Linked DNA regions of Danio rerio: region 1 is linked to region 2. A link is a contact called in public Micro-C data. All regions are on one chromosome and are shown on one strand. The core of a region is the stretch at or near the end of the contact, and the rest is flanking DNA. Distances in the headings are between cores, read along the strand shown. Region 1 holds the start of wnk4a (WNK lysine deficient protein kinase 4a). Region 2 holds the start of coa3a (cytochrome C oxidase assembly factor 3a).

Region 1 (6,293 bases), core at 2,748-5,247, 140 kb before region 2:
ACAGAATTTCACACACACAAACTCTAGTGTGACCACAGCTTTAGAGCTTGTTTAGCCAGCCCAGGTGTGTCTGTTCGGGGTTGGAGCCAAACTTTGCTGGACACTGGCCCTCTAGGACTGAGTTTGGGATCTCCATCCATCCATCCATCCATCCATCCATCCATCCATCCATCCATCCATCCATCCATCCATCCATCCATCCATCCATTTTGACATTTAACTATTATTATTATTTAATCTTAAACATTTGCTTTTAATGTAAAGAGTTCACAAATGCATCCAATGTTTTCAGATTTAGAGCTTCATATGTAGTGTCAAATGTTTAATTTACTTTCTAATTTATCATGATGCCTTTCAGTCTGTCTTTCAGATGTCTACAGAAATATCTATAGGTTTTTAAACAAAACAAATGTATACCTTATGTTAGAAAATCCTCCTTAAAATATTTATTTAAATTTAAAGTAAATTGTTTTTTATTGTAAAAACGTTTTTACAAATACAAATGTGGCTATTTGATCTTTAAAAATCTTTAAAATGTAGATGTACTGTAATATTGTCTGTTTCATATTTATTTTTGTGTAGTTGATAATTGCTAAATTCTAGGACGGTGTGTTGGCGTTTGTGACAGACAGATGTCGCTCATGCGCATGTCAATAAAGACGAAAAAAGACACGTGACAGCGCCCTCTGCTGAGCTTCAGAATACAAAATAGTGTTAAAAAATAGTATCTGACTGCAGACTTGCACATGTAAGCTGAGACGCGCAGTCTTAGACACAATGCACTCAGTTGGAGCTAGTGACATCAGTGTGAGAAGAGGGCTTTTGGTGTGCGCATTGAAAACGCTCAGCTTGCATCTGCAGCCAGATTGAAAAGTCGCTCAACTCTTTGGACGGATGAAATCTGTATATTTGTAAAGAGTACATCACTGCTAAATGATTAATTAATTCATAATTGAATGAGAATAATAAAACCTATGAATTAATAATTAAATAAATCATTTTTTCTTTTAATCAAAGATTAAGAAAACGGCAATGTGAGTTCACCGGACAGCCACAGTGTCTCAAAAAACAAGGCAAATTCAAGACTTTATTTATTCAGATAAAAACATTCAACATATTCCCAACAGGGCAAGCACAGATTATTTAAATATATTTGTATTATTATTTGGGGGCATCATGAACGGATAAATTCTTTATAGTCTAAAATTATGATGTGAATCCAACATGAGAAAAGTCTAAAATAGCCCCATCAGACTCCAGGGGGATTCGGACATGGCTTTAAGCTTGTTTATGAAGATTATTAGATTTCCTGTGAGTGTATTTAAAACAAAATTATGCTATGAGAGTCAAGGACAGCTTCCATAATAATTTAATAATTTCACTTAAGTCTGATTTCTTGATTGTTGTTGTTGTTCTCAGGAGGCATCAGACTGGTCAAAATCTCATGCTTTTTATATTATTTAATAATACAAATGCATCTGGTAACTTGGCTAAAAAAGTGCAGAGTTCAATCCTTTTAAGCTAATATTATTAAACTGTACACATAACTTCAGTGTGTTTTATAGTTAAAAAAGGAAATAATTCTCATTCTTGTTTGGCTTGAAATATAAATAATAAAATTGTTTAACTAAAATAACAAAAGCTAAACTTGAAATAAAAACTGATAAAGTATTAAATCATATGAAAATGTAAAAAATAAAATACTTCATAAAATTTACTTTACACGTATAAATAAAATGCTGCTTAATTGTTCATAAACATTTGGAATTCATAATTTATTTTCTTATGAAAAGCTTAAGTTTATTTATTTTTTTATTATCTAAAATAATAATTGGGCATCGCAGTGGCGCAATGGGTAGTGCTGTGGCTTCACAGCAAGAAGGTCGCTGGTTCAACTCCTGGCTGGGCCATTTGGCATGTGGAGTTTGACATGTTTTTTTAAAGTACTGAAACAATAAACAAAATAAGAGATACATAAATACATAAAAATGAATAAATGAAATTTCAGTTGTTATTAAACACCTTAGATAAAAAGAAAAAATATTTAAGCTTAATGTGATGACTGTGTCAGAATTGGCATTAATAAGCTGAATAAACTTATAGAAAATGAAGGCAACAGCTCATATTAAATCATTATTTCAATTTAGTGCCCTATATTTCATAATTTTAAGTTAGTAAATGATCATTTAAGCTTTTAAAGTCGACTAAACTAGTTCATGTCCAAGTTTTATCTTTGAGTCTGTTACAATTTCAACTTTTTAATCTTAATATTGACTTTAAATCTCATAATTTATTATTTTTATAGACATAATTTCTATTGAGTACATCATGAATTCAATTTAGTACTTTATCATAATTTCGAGGAAGTTAAGTCATCATTTTTCAAGGAATGCTTATGACTTAACTATGTAATATTTACATTTTTTTATGCTTGATTTTTTTTCTTTCTTCTTCATACTTGTTTTTCTTTTCTTTCTTTTTTACGTTTGCATTTTCAAAACATAACAATTTAGGCCAAACTTTACTATAACATTAAATAAATAAAAGCCATATAGTTATTCCAAAAAGAATCACAATAAATCAAATTTAATAATTGACCAAAAAACAGACATGAATGGGTGAACTGTCGCTTTAATGATCACAGTGCAGCCCTAAATACTCATTAATAGAAGTTTTGACCACTTAAAATCTAATAAAATTTAAGATATTGACTAATTTCTGGTGAGTTAAGTCATAAGGTATGATTATGACTTTGATTTTGTTTTGTCTTTATATTTGATCTCTTAATACTTCTTTTTCTTTCTTTCTTTTTCTTTTTTTATTTGCATTTCCAAGACATAACAATTTAGGCCAAACTTTACTAAAATTCCACTAAAATCTTTCGCAGACTAAGAAATGCCCAACATTAAATGGATAAAAGCCATATAATTATTCCAAAAAGAATCATAATAAATCAAAATAAAATGAATGACCAAAAAACAGACATGAATGGGTGAGCTGTCGCTTTAATGATCACAGTGCAGCCCTAAAATACTCAATAATAGAAGTTTTAACCACTTAAAATCTAATAAATTGTAAGATAATCACTTGAAAACAGACATGAATGGGTGATCTATTACTATAAGGATCCCCATGCCACCCTAAAATACTCAATAATAGAAGTTTTATTCACTTAAAATCTAATACAAATCAAGTTAATCACTTGAAAACAGACATGAATGGTTGAACTATTGCTATAATGATCACAGTGCAACTCTAAAATACTCAATAATAGAAGTTTTAACCACTTAAAATCTAATAAAATGTAAGATAATCACTTGAAAACAGACATGAATGGGTGATCTATTACTATAAGGATCCCCATGCCACCCTAAAATACTCAATAATAGAAGTTTTATTCACTTAAAATCTAATACAAATCAAGTTAATCACTTGAAAACAGACATGAATGGTTGAACTATTGCTATGATGATCACAGTGCAACTCTAAAATACTCAAAAATAGAAGTTTTAACCACTTAAAATCTAATAAAATGTAAGATTAACACTTGAAAACAGACATGAATGGGTGAATGATCACTTTGAGGATCACAGTGCAGCCCTAAAATACTCATTAACAGAGGTTTTAACCACCTAAAATCTAATAACATTTACATTGCATGCTGGCATTCATTCCATACTAATTGCATTTTTAACTAATTACAATTATAGCTGTTGACAAGCGAATTTCTCGGACCAACGATCCGGTTCAAGTGAATCATTAAAATGTTCCGACTCGAATCGAACGACTCGATGACGGACACGGCAAGCGGAAAATCTCACAGATCCTCATAAAATAGATTGCCACAACATAACATTCTCAAACCACAAGCCGTTGTGATGTGACGGGACAGAGAGATGCAGATGTACTCAGTGAAACTCAACCCCGCGGGACTCAGGTGAAGGAGGAGTCACATAACCCACTGTGCTGGAGAGCCGACGTGCACGCGCGCTCTGCAGAAACACTCAGCAGGAGCCAGGGACATGTGCAGCTCCAGCGCGGGAGCACATTTACTTCACAAAATAAGGTATATCTACATTTCTACTCTATGTATAGATTTAAAAAGATGTATACTGTATTTTAGTTGGCAGCTATACTTCTAATTTCACGTAAAGTTTTGCTTTGTGGATAAAAAAGACGCAAGAAAGTGCGTAACGTTACAGATGCTTTACGCTTACCATTGAACTTTACGTGTTGTCATTTAGCAGTCGCGTTTAGCCAAATGAGGAGGTTTTAAGCGATTCAACTGGACTCAGATAAAAGGATTATTTACCCCAAAATGAGATATGACTATTTTTTGATCACCATCAAGTGGATTCTCTTTTCTCTTGAACGCTGAAGAAGATATTTTGAAGAAAGTTGAAAAACGGTAATAGACCTACATACAGGAAAAACAAATACTGTGGAAGTTAATAGTTACAGGTTTCCAGCCTTACTTAAATTATTTCCTTTTTGTGTTCAATAGAAGAAAGAAACCCAAACAAGTTTGAAACAAGAGTGAGAAATACAGACAGAATTTATTGCCTTGTCCTACTGTCAAGTAAGTAAATGACAGTTTCGGCTTTTAAAGTCAGCTTAACTAGCCTATGTCATAACTTCATCTTTAAGTCTGTTACAATTTCAACATTTATCTCATAATATTGACTTTTAATGTCATAATTCATTAATTTTAAAGACATAATTTCGATTGAGTACACCATGCGTTTAATTTAGTACCCTTATGTCATAATTTTGAGAGTTAAGTCATCGTTTTTAAGTGTTCACTTTAAGGTAAACTTTCGCTTTAAAGATCACAGTGTAGCCCTGAAAAACTCTTTAATAGAATATTTTGATCACCTAAAATGTAGTACCAGTTAAGATAATCACTTATTATTTATGACAAGATTATAAGGGTCAGAATAAGTGGGTTTCATTTTTAAAATGATCCATCCTGCTTAAATGATTTAGCTTCTTCTTTTTTTTTTTTTTTTTACTTGAAAATAGGCATGAATGGGTGAATTATCACTTTAAGGATCACAGTGCAGCCCTAAACTACTCATTAATAGAGGTTTTAATCACTTAAAATGTTATAAAATTTAAGATATTCACTTAAAAACAGACATGAATGAGTGAACTGTTGCTTTAAGGATCACAGTACAGCCCTAAAATACTCCTTAATAGAAGTTTAACCACTTAAAATCTATATTTAAGATAAACACTTATTAGTTATGTCAGAATTAAATGTCGTAACAAGTATGTTTATTTTTTAATATAATAATTTATGATAATCACTTGAAAACAGAGATGAATGGGTGAACTGTTGCAGCAAAATACTCATTAATAGAAGTTTTAACCACTGAAAATCTAATAAATTGTAAGATATTCATTTGAAAACAGACATGAATGGGTGAACTATCGCTTTAAGGATCACCATGCCACCCTAAAATACTCATTAATAGTTTTCAATCTCTTAAAATCGAATTAAATGTAAGATAATCGCTTGAAAACAGACATGAATGGGTGAACCATCGCTTTAAGGATCACAATGCAGCCCTAAAATACTCCTTAGTAGAAGATTTAATCACTAAAAATTAGTACCATTTAAGATAGTCGCTTATTATTTATGTAAAGAATATAAATGTCAGAATAAGTATGTTTCAATTATAAAAGTATATATTCTGCTTGAATGATTTTACCTTTTTTGCCTTTTTTATTTTTTATTTTACATGAAAACAGACATTTAATCACTTGAAATGTTATACATTTAAGATGGTCATTTGAAAACAGACATGAATGGGTGAGCTGTTGCTTTAAGGATCAAAGTGCAGCCTTAAACTCATTTCTAGAAGTTTTAACCACTTAAAATCTTTATCTTAAACCTCTTAATCTTTAAATGTCAGATAATCGCTTGAAAACAGACAGCATAGTGCAGCACTAAAACACTCATTAATAGTTTTTATTGACTTAAAATCAAATAAAATGTGAGATAATCACTTAAAAACAGACATGAATGGGTGAACATCGCTATAAGGATCACAGTGCAGCCCTAAAATACTCATTAATAGTTTCCAATCACTTAAAATCTAATAAAATTTAAGATAATCACTTGAAAACAGACATGAATGGGTGAACATCGCTATAAGGATCACAGTTCAGCCCTAAAATACTCATTACTAGTTTTGAGTCACTTAAAATCTAATAAAATGTAAGATAATCACTTTAAAACAGACATGAATGGGTGAACTGTTGCTTTAAGGATCCCAGTGCAGCCCTAA
Region 2 (7,157 bases), core at 1,550-4,049:
AAAAATATGAAGATATGAAGTTTAAGACCAATATTTTGAGTACTAAATCAGCTCTATTTTTTAAAGTATGCCATAAAATATTTAAGATTTTCATTTAAAATGCTTTCTTGTTTTTTTTTTTTTTTACAATAAAACCAAAACCAAGTGTAGTAGTGCAACTGCCTGTTTGATTTTTTTAGTAAACCAACAATAATGTGTGTAAACAATTACTTAAAACATTCATTCATTCATTTTCTTTTCGGCTTAGTCCCTTTATTAATCCGGGGTAGCCACAGCGGAATGAACCGCCAACTTCTCCAGCACATATTTTACACAGAGGATGCCCTTCCAGCTGCAACCCAACTCTGGGAAACATCCACACACACTCATTAACACTCATACACTACAGACAATTTAGCCTACCCAATTCACCTGTACCACATGTGTTTGGACTGTGGGGGAAACCCACGCGAACGCAGGGAGAACATGCAAACTCCACACAGAGCCGAGGCTCGAACCACCGACCTTCTTGTTGTGAGTCGACAGCAATACCTACAAACTAATTCTAACGAAAACTTTATATTTTAATAATGCATTAATGCTGAACTGTACTACAGGGGCGCCTCCAAGGGGTGGCCAGGGGTGGCCACGGCCACCCCTCGGTAAACTCTGGCCACCCCTGTGGCCACCCCTTTGGCCACCCCAATATAATTTTGCGGTTGACATTATTGATTTAAATGAACTTATAAATTCCCAATATTTAGATAAATAAATAAATAAATAAATAAAATGCAGTCACTAAATTATTGTTGGTGTTACTGACGTAGCTCTCCCCCTCTGGTTCAATGCTGGTGAAAGCAAACTGACGCATGCGCGCGGAAAACCATTCTCGCGTGCCTCACGCACTCCTGTGTGAATCCCGGTTGGTTGTTTGCATGCACGCCGACATAATAGGCACCGCTCATGCGCCGTGAAACCGGAGTAACAGCCTTTTGTGTAGAAGTGTCGGCACGCAGCGAGTTTTGAAAGTCGGTTAAAGTTTATATAATATGATGATGATGATGATGTTACTTTCACTAAGCATGCCTTTAAAGCAGAAAGGAGGGATAATGAGTCAGGGAGGTAAGACTTCATAACATGATTTATCAGCCATGATCTGGTCTAAGACCACAGATAATTCTATAATACATTTTTTGTATTCTTTAGAATTGTCATAATTAATTTTCATGCAAAAGGTTTCTTAAGTGATCTTGGCATATCACTCCAGTTGTTGTTTTCCAGTAATATTTAGGACTGATTTCTGTTATTTATTCAGAATATTAATTGTATATTAATATTAATTGTATTTATTTAGAATAAATATAAATAAATTGTTATATTTATTGAATAACAAATCTAACAATTCAAGAGAGGTGGGGGTGTATAGGGTGGTTCGCCCAGGGTGTCATTTAAACTAGAACCACCACTACCCTCCCCGATCGTCCTTGACAGCACGCACACACCTTCAATAGACAGCAATGGCAATTTAATATTTACCTTAAGCTACAGTATATCAATAGAAGAAGCTGCATTAATAAAATGGTTCAAAAAGCAATATGGATAAATAATATTATTAGGTATAGTGAGTGTGTATAGTAATGCCTTTTGTTCAGTTTGTTCATTTGTTTGGGTAATTAATAAACTCATTATTCTTTCATTCATTTTCTTTTCGGCTTAGTCCCTTTATTAATCCAGGGTCACCACAGCAGAATGAACCGCCAACTTATCTAGCACATTTTTACACAGCGGATGCCCTTCCAGCTGCAACCCATCACTGGGAATAATGAACTCATTAATCTTCATTAATTTTAGACATGGCATATCTCGTATGATGTACAATAAAGGCACGTAAAAAAAGAAGTTATTTATACAGTATATGAAAAGTGTTTTTAAACTAAACATAGATTTTTATTTGGTTTGCACATGTACTTGCTGAATTATTTCAAAGAATGAATTGCAATATTTCAAGTAGAATTAATTAAATGAATAAAAACTACATTATTTCATTTACCAGAAACAAAAATATAACATTACACTGAATTCATTATTTTTTTTGTGTGCCACCCCAAGATTTGGTGTGGCCTCTTCTGGCCACCCCTAAGAAAATTTTCTGGGGGCGCCACTGCTGTACTATGATTTTTAAAGGCTTTACAAAATGATTAATACTTAGTTGATGTTAGAAAAGACATCAACTAAGGGACCATTGTTCTAAAGTGTTACCAAATAAATAGTTAAATTAAAAAATGATTTATATAACATACCCAAATCCACTGCTCATCATCATGACATCAGCACTCTTCACATTGTAAGATCATGTAACTTTCACGCACGTGTAGTAATCTGAATAAACATACCTCACTCATTCATTCACTCACTCACTCACTCACTCACTCACTCATTCATTCACACTAGTGAGAGTAGTAATCACCTCACTGTGTCTCCCAGCAGTAGTAACAGCAGTCAGTGCTGCTGACATAACCTTGTGTAACAGAGGTAACTTAAAGGATACAGATACCGAGCACCACCGCGCCGATAGCGAGTCCTGTCGCCACATTTCTGCCCCGAAGCTTGTCTGTTTTCTTCTTCCACTGCGCCATTTCCACCTGCCGGATGAACTGCAGCTGTTCTTTGGTCAGGGCTTCTTTTGTCGGGTCAATTCTCTTGGCAAACTGGGCTTCGGGTTTGGGCTCCCCTTGACTACTCTTGTCTGCCATGTTTGAGGCGCTGCTGTCTGACGTAACGCAGGGCTATTTTGCACGTCAATGATGCGCCGCATTTGCGCAACTCTACAAATATAAAGACTTGGCATTTCTTCTTCCCACATAGATATAACATAACAACAGCAATAATAATAATAATAATAATAATTTTTAAATAACAATTATATATATATATATATATATATATATATATATATATATATATATATATATATATATATATATATATATATATATATATAAATAACAAAAAAGATTAATTAACAGATAAAAAAGAGTTACTTTAAATAATAAATAAATAAATAATCTATAAATAAATCCATATATTCCTGCATAAATCAAACAATACATAATAACTTTCTAAATAAATAAATGAGGAAATAAATCCATAAATTCATGCATAAATATGCAAATAAATAAATATGCAAAAATAAATTAACAAGTAAATAAATCCGTAAATTCCAGCATAAATCAAACAATAAATAAATAACTATCAAAATAAATAAATCAGTAAATAAATCTATAAATTCATGCATAAATATGCAAATAAATAAATAAATAAATAAAGATGCAAAAATAAAAAACAAGTAAATAAATCCATAAAGTACTGCATAAACAAAACAATAAATAAATGAATGTCAAAATAAATAAATAAATGAGTAAATATAGGGGATGCTGCACACTGGTGGTGGTGTGGAGAGACCCTCCTCATGATTGTGAAGCACTTTGGGTGTTTGGCCATACACAATAAATGCGCTATATAAATACCAAATATACATTACATTACATGACATGACATTACATAAATAAATTCATAAATCCATGTATAAATATGCAAATAAATAAATAAACAAACAAGTAAACAAATCTATAAATTCCTGCATAAATTAAACAATAAATAAATAATTAAACACGCAAATAATAAAAAATCCATAAATTCCTGCATAAATAAAACAATAAATAAATAAACAAACAAACAAATATGCAAATAAATAAATAAATAAAATCCCCAAATTTCTGCATAAATTAAACAATAGATAAATAGGCAAATAAATAAGTAAATAAATCAATAAAATAAATACATATGCACAACATATATATAAACACATCCTGCAAAAATAAATATTATTCCACCAACATGTATTTTATTAATCTGCCCGCACTATTAATTATTTATATTTTTATTTATGCAGAAATTTGTAGATGTATATTTATTTATGGTTATTATGGTTTTATTTATACAGGAACTTGTAGATCTATTTATTTATTCATTTATTTATTTACGTATTTATTTAATTATGCTTTTTAATGCAGAAATTTGCGTATTTATTTATTTATTCATTCATTTATTTATTTGGGCATTTATTTATTTAGGCAGGAATTTGTGGACTCCATTCATTTATTTAGTTGCGTATTTAGGCCTATGTATGTATTTATTAATTTATCGTTTTATTTAAGCTGGAATTTGAGGATTTATTTATTTATTTATTGTTTTTGCGGGTTTCGTCCTCCATAATCACAGTCATTATGCTAATTAATTTATGATTTTTGAAAACTAAACCTGTTTAATTTAACCTTTTCTAAAATATATTATTTATATTGCCAAGTTATTAAGTATTAAAGTGACATGCTGCAAAGTAAAATATTTTGACAGTATTTAAACCTCTCTTGGTGATAACGGAAGAATCGGGCTGCTTCTGCGTTAAAGGCGCCCCCTGCAGGTCGGAAAGCGGTTTCAAGCGATTACTTTTGAGTGACAATCGATTAATCTTTCGAAAGAAATGGCAAAAAATACCATGTTTTCATTCCCCACTAGAGACCAGAGAAACCTCAGCTTTGGAGAGGTGTCTTTAGACATTTTAACCGACATTCTGTCCAACCTCAACAACAAAAACAAATCCAATTTGGAGAAGGTGTCAAATATGTGTGGCTGTCTGAAAGAAAGGAGAATAGTAGGTGAGTGTTTGTTTGCCTCAAATTATAGATAATGATGTGATATTTTCAGAATCTCCTGTAAAATACAGTACTTGTTACTATACTATGGTAATTATAGTGTCAAATGACACTAACGTGTCGATCTGTAGTTAAGTTTTGTGGTAAGTTTGTAAGGCCAAGACTCGCTTTACATACAGAAATTTCCCCATAACTGATTGATATATAATCTGTTATTGATTCATGTGCTAGATATCCAAACGTACAAAAACGATAAACACATACTTCCTGAAAGGTTTGCCATAAAAAGGCAATGACACAATTCAATTAGGATAACCCCATCTCATTTCAAGAGGTCCCATAAGATCATGAAAAAAACCCCATATATATATATATATATATATATATATATATATATATATATATATATATATATATATATATATATATATATATATATATATATATATATATGAGCAATTCCAGCGTTATGGATGTGACATTTGCAGTAAAAACTCAAAACATAATTTCACACAGAAAGTATATGTTGACATTGTAACGAAACTTCTGTTTATATTTTCCAAAATAGCTCACCACAGAGTTCTGGTAGCAGAAAAATATCAATATGTAAACATGTTTTATATTTTAAATTAGGAAAATAAACATGCGTTATGGATGTGACAAAAAAAGTTTGCGAATTTACAATGGACAACAGATTATTTAGAAATTCTGACAGTTAAACTGCACAACTCAAAAGAAACAATGCTCATCAAACAGGTATGAATCGGCTCACTTTAGAATTATAATGATTGATTTTATTTTATTTGACATTTTTGCATTTATGAAGAAAAAGTGTCGTTATGGATGTGACACATTTCCCTTATGGATGTGACAGCTGTGAAATAGCCACTTGTGTGATTTTGGCAAATTAAATATAATAGTTTGAAATACTGACAGATACATTTACGAGTATTTTTACAGTACTGTAAAATACTTGCTAACACAAAAAATGTAGAAACGGTTTGTCTATTTTGGTGAAAACTAAATTATTTTTTATGGCAATGGTTGACATTTGCATGGAATTGCCCATATATATATATATATATATATATATATATATATATATATATATATATATATATATATATATATATATATATATATAACATAATTACAAAACATAACTAACAAACACCATAAATAACTGAATGTGGAATATAAATGTGTTTTTGTCTTCATTTAAACGTAATACACACTGCAAAAAATGCTTTTCTACTTAGATTTTTTGTCTTGTTTCTAGTCCAAATATCTACAAATGTTTAAATCCTGAAGCATTTTCTAGACAAGCAAAACATATTGTCTTGTTTTAAGAAATAATATGCCAAAATGAAGTGAGTTTTTCTTCAAATCAAGCAAAATAATCTGCCAATGGGGTAAGCAAAATAATCTTATCACAAATCGAAAAACAAGATTATTTTGCTCACCCCATTGGCAGATTATTTTGCTTGATTTGAAGAAAAACTCGCTTCATTTTGGCATATTATTTCTTAAAACAAGACAATATGTTTTGCTTGTCTAGAAAATGCTTCAGGATTTAAACATTTGTGGATATTTGGACTAGAAACAAGACAAAAAATCTAAGTAAGAAAAGCATTTTTTGCAGTGCATTAAAATAGACAATACGTTTGGTGCATTCTCCACTAATTCAATAAAGTTATTGTTTATTAGTAATCAAAATTTAGTGTTGTGATCTTGTTTTAAAAAGAAGTAGATTTGCATTCAAACCTACAACAAATTAGACTTAGGCCCTTACTGTATGTAAATTAATCACGGTTTTACTGCAAAAAAAAAATCCAAACAAATTATTGTTGTTGTATACCATGGTAACCCCTAGTAAAACATGGTTCTTTACACTAATCACAGTACTCATTGCCTTTATGGTAAGACTGTGGTTATATCAGTGGCAATCAATACACCACAAAATCTCGATTACTTCACATTTACTATAGTAAATTTATGGTTGTATACTATGTCAAGCCCTACCCTGCTAAAAAATCCAGCTTAAACCAGCCTAGGCTGGTTGGCTGGTTTTAGCTGGTCGACCAGGCTGGTTTTAGAGGGGTTTTGGCCACTTCCAGGCTAGTTTCCAGCCATTTCCAGCCTGGTTTTAGCTGGTCAGGCTGGAAAATGACCAGCTAAATCCAGCTAAAACCAGCTTGACCAGCCTGGTTTAAGCTGGACATAGCTGGTTTTGGCTGGGCTTCCATTAATTAAGCATGATTGTGCTACACTAGTCAAAGTCTACTCATTGCAGTTATGGTAAAACTGTGGTGAAATCAGTACAACACAAAACCATGATGACTTCACATTTACTTTAATGAATTCATGGTTCATTTTCATAAGGGAAAGTTCTGAAAATTGAAAGAATGTATCCTAAAAATAAAGTGATAAAACTAGTATTGTACTACTTCTTTGTCCGAATCTTTC

The links. Hi-C and Micro-C count contacts between places; a contact is called where the count stands out from the background.
Region 1: a Micro-C map of caudal fin shows a contact between it and region 2, with 13 times the contacts expected there. The contact joins the promoter of wnk4a here to the promoter of coa3a in region 2. A contact is called at or near these places in 4 of 18 Hi-C or Micro-C datasets (caudal fin, embryo, hematopoietic stem cells and 1 more) and 1 of 4 datasets of contacts at active chromatin or transcription factors (caudal fin).

Annotation. Positions count from the first base shown.
Region 1 is chr12:4,187,793-4,194,085 of GRCz12tu, reverse strand. It overlaps wnk4a (WNK lysine deficient protein kinase 4a), which reads left to right and starts at 3,997. Exons shown (of 21, transcript XR_012387779.1): 1 at 3,997-4,066. It overlaps LOC141376739 (a long non-coding RNA gene), which reads right to left and starts at 705. Exons shown (of 3, transcript XR_012387784.1): 1 at 103-705; 2 at 1-23.
Region 2 is chr12:4,046,419-4,053,575 of GRCz12tu, reverse strand. coa3a (cytochrome C oxidase assembly factor 3a) reads right to left here and starts at 2,799. Exons shown (of 2, transcript NM_001114916.2): 1 at 2,528-2,799. The coding sequence starts at 2,732. It overlaps cntd1 (cyclin N-terminal domain containing 1), which reads left to right and starts at 4,424. Exons shown (of 8, transcript XR_012387781.1): 1 at 4,424-4,694.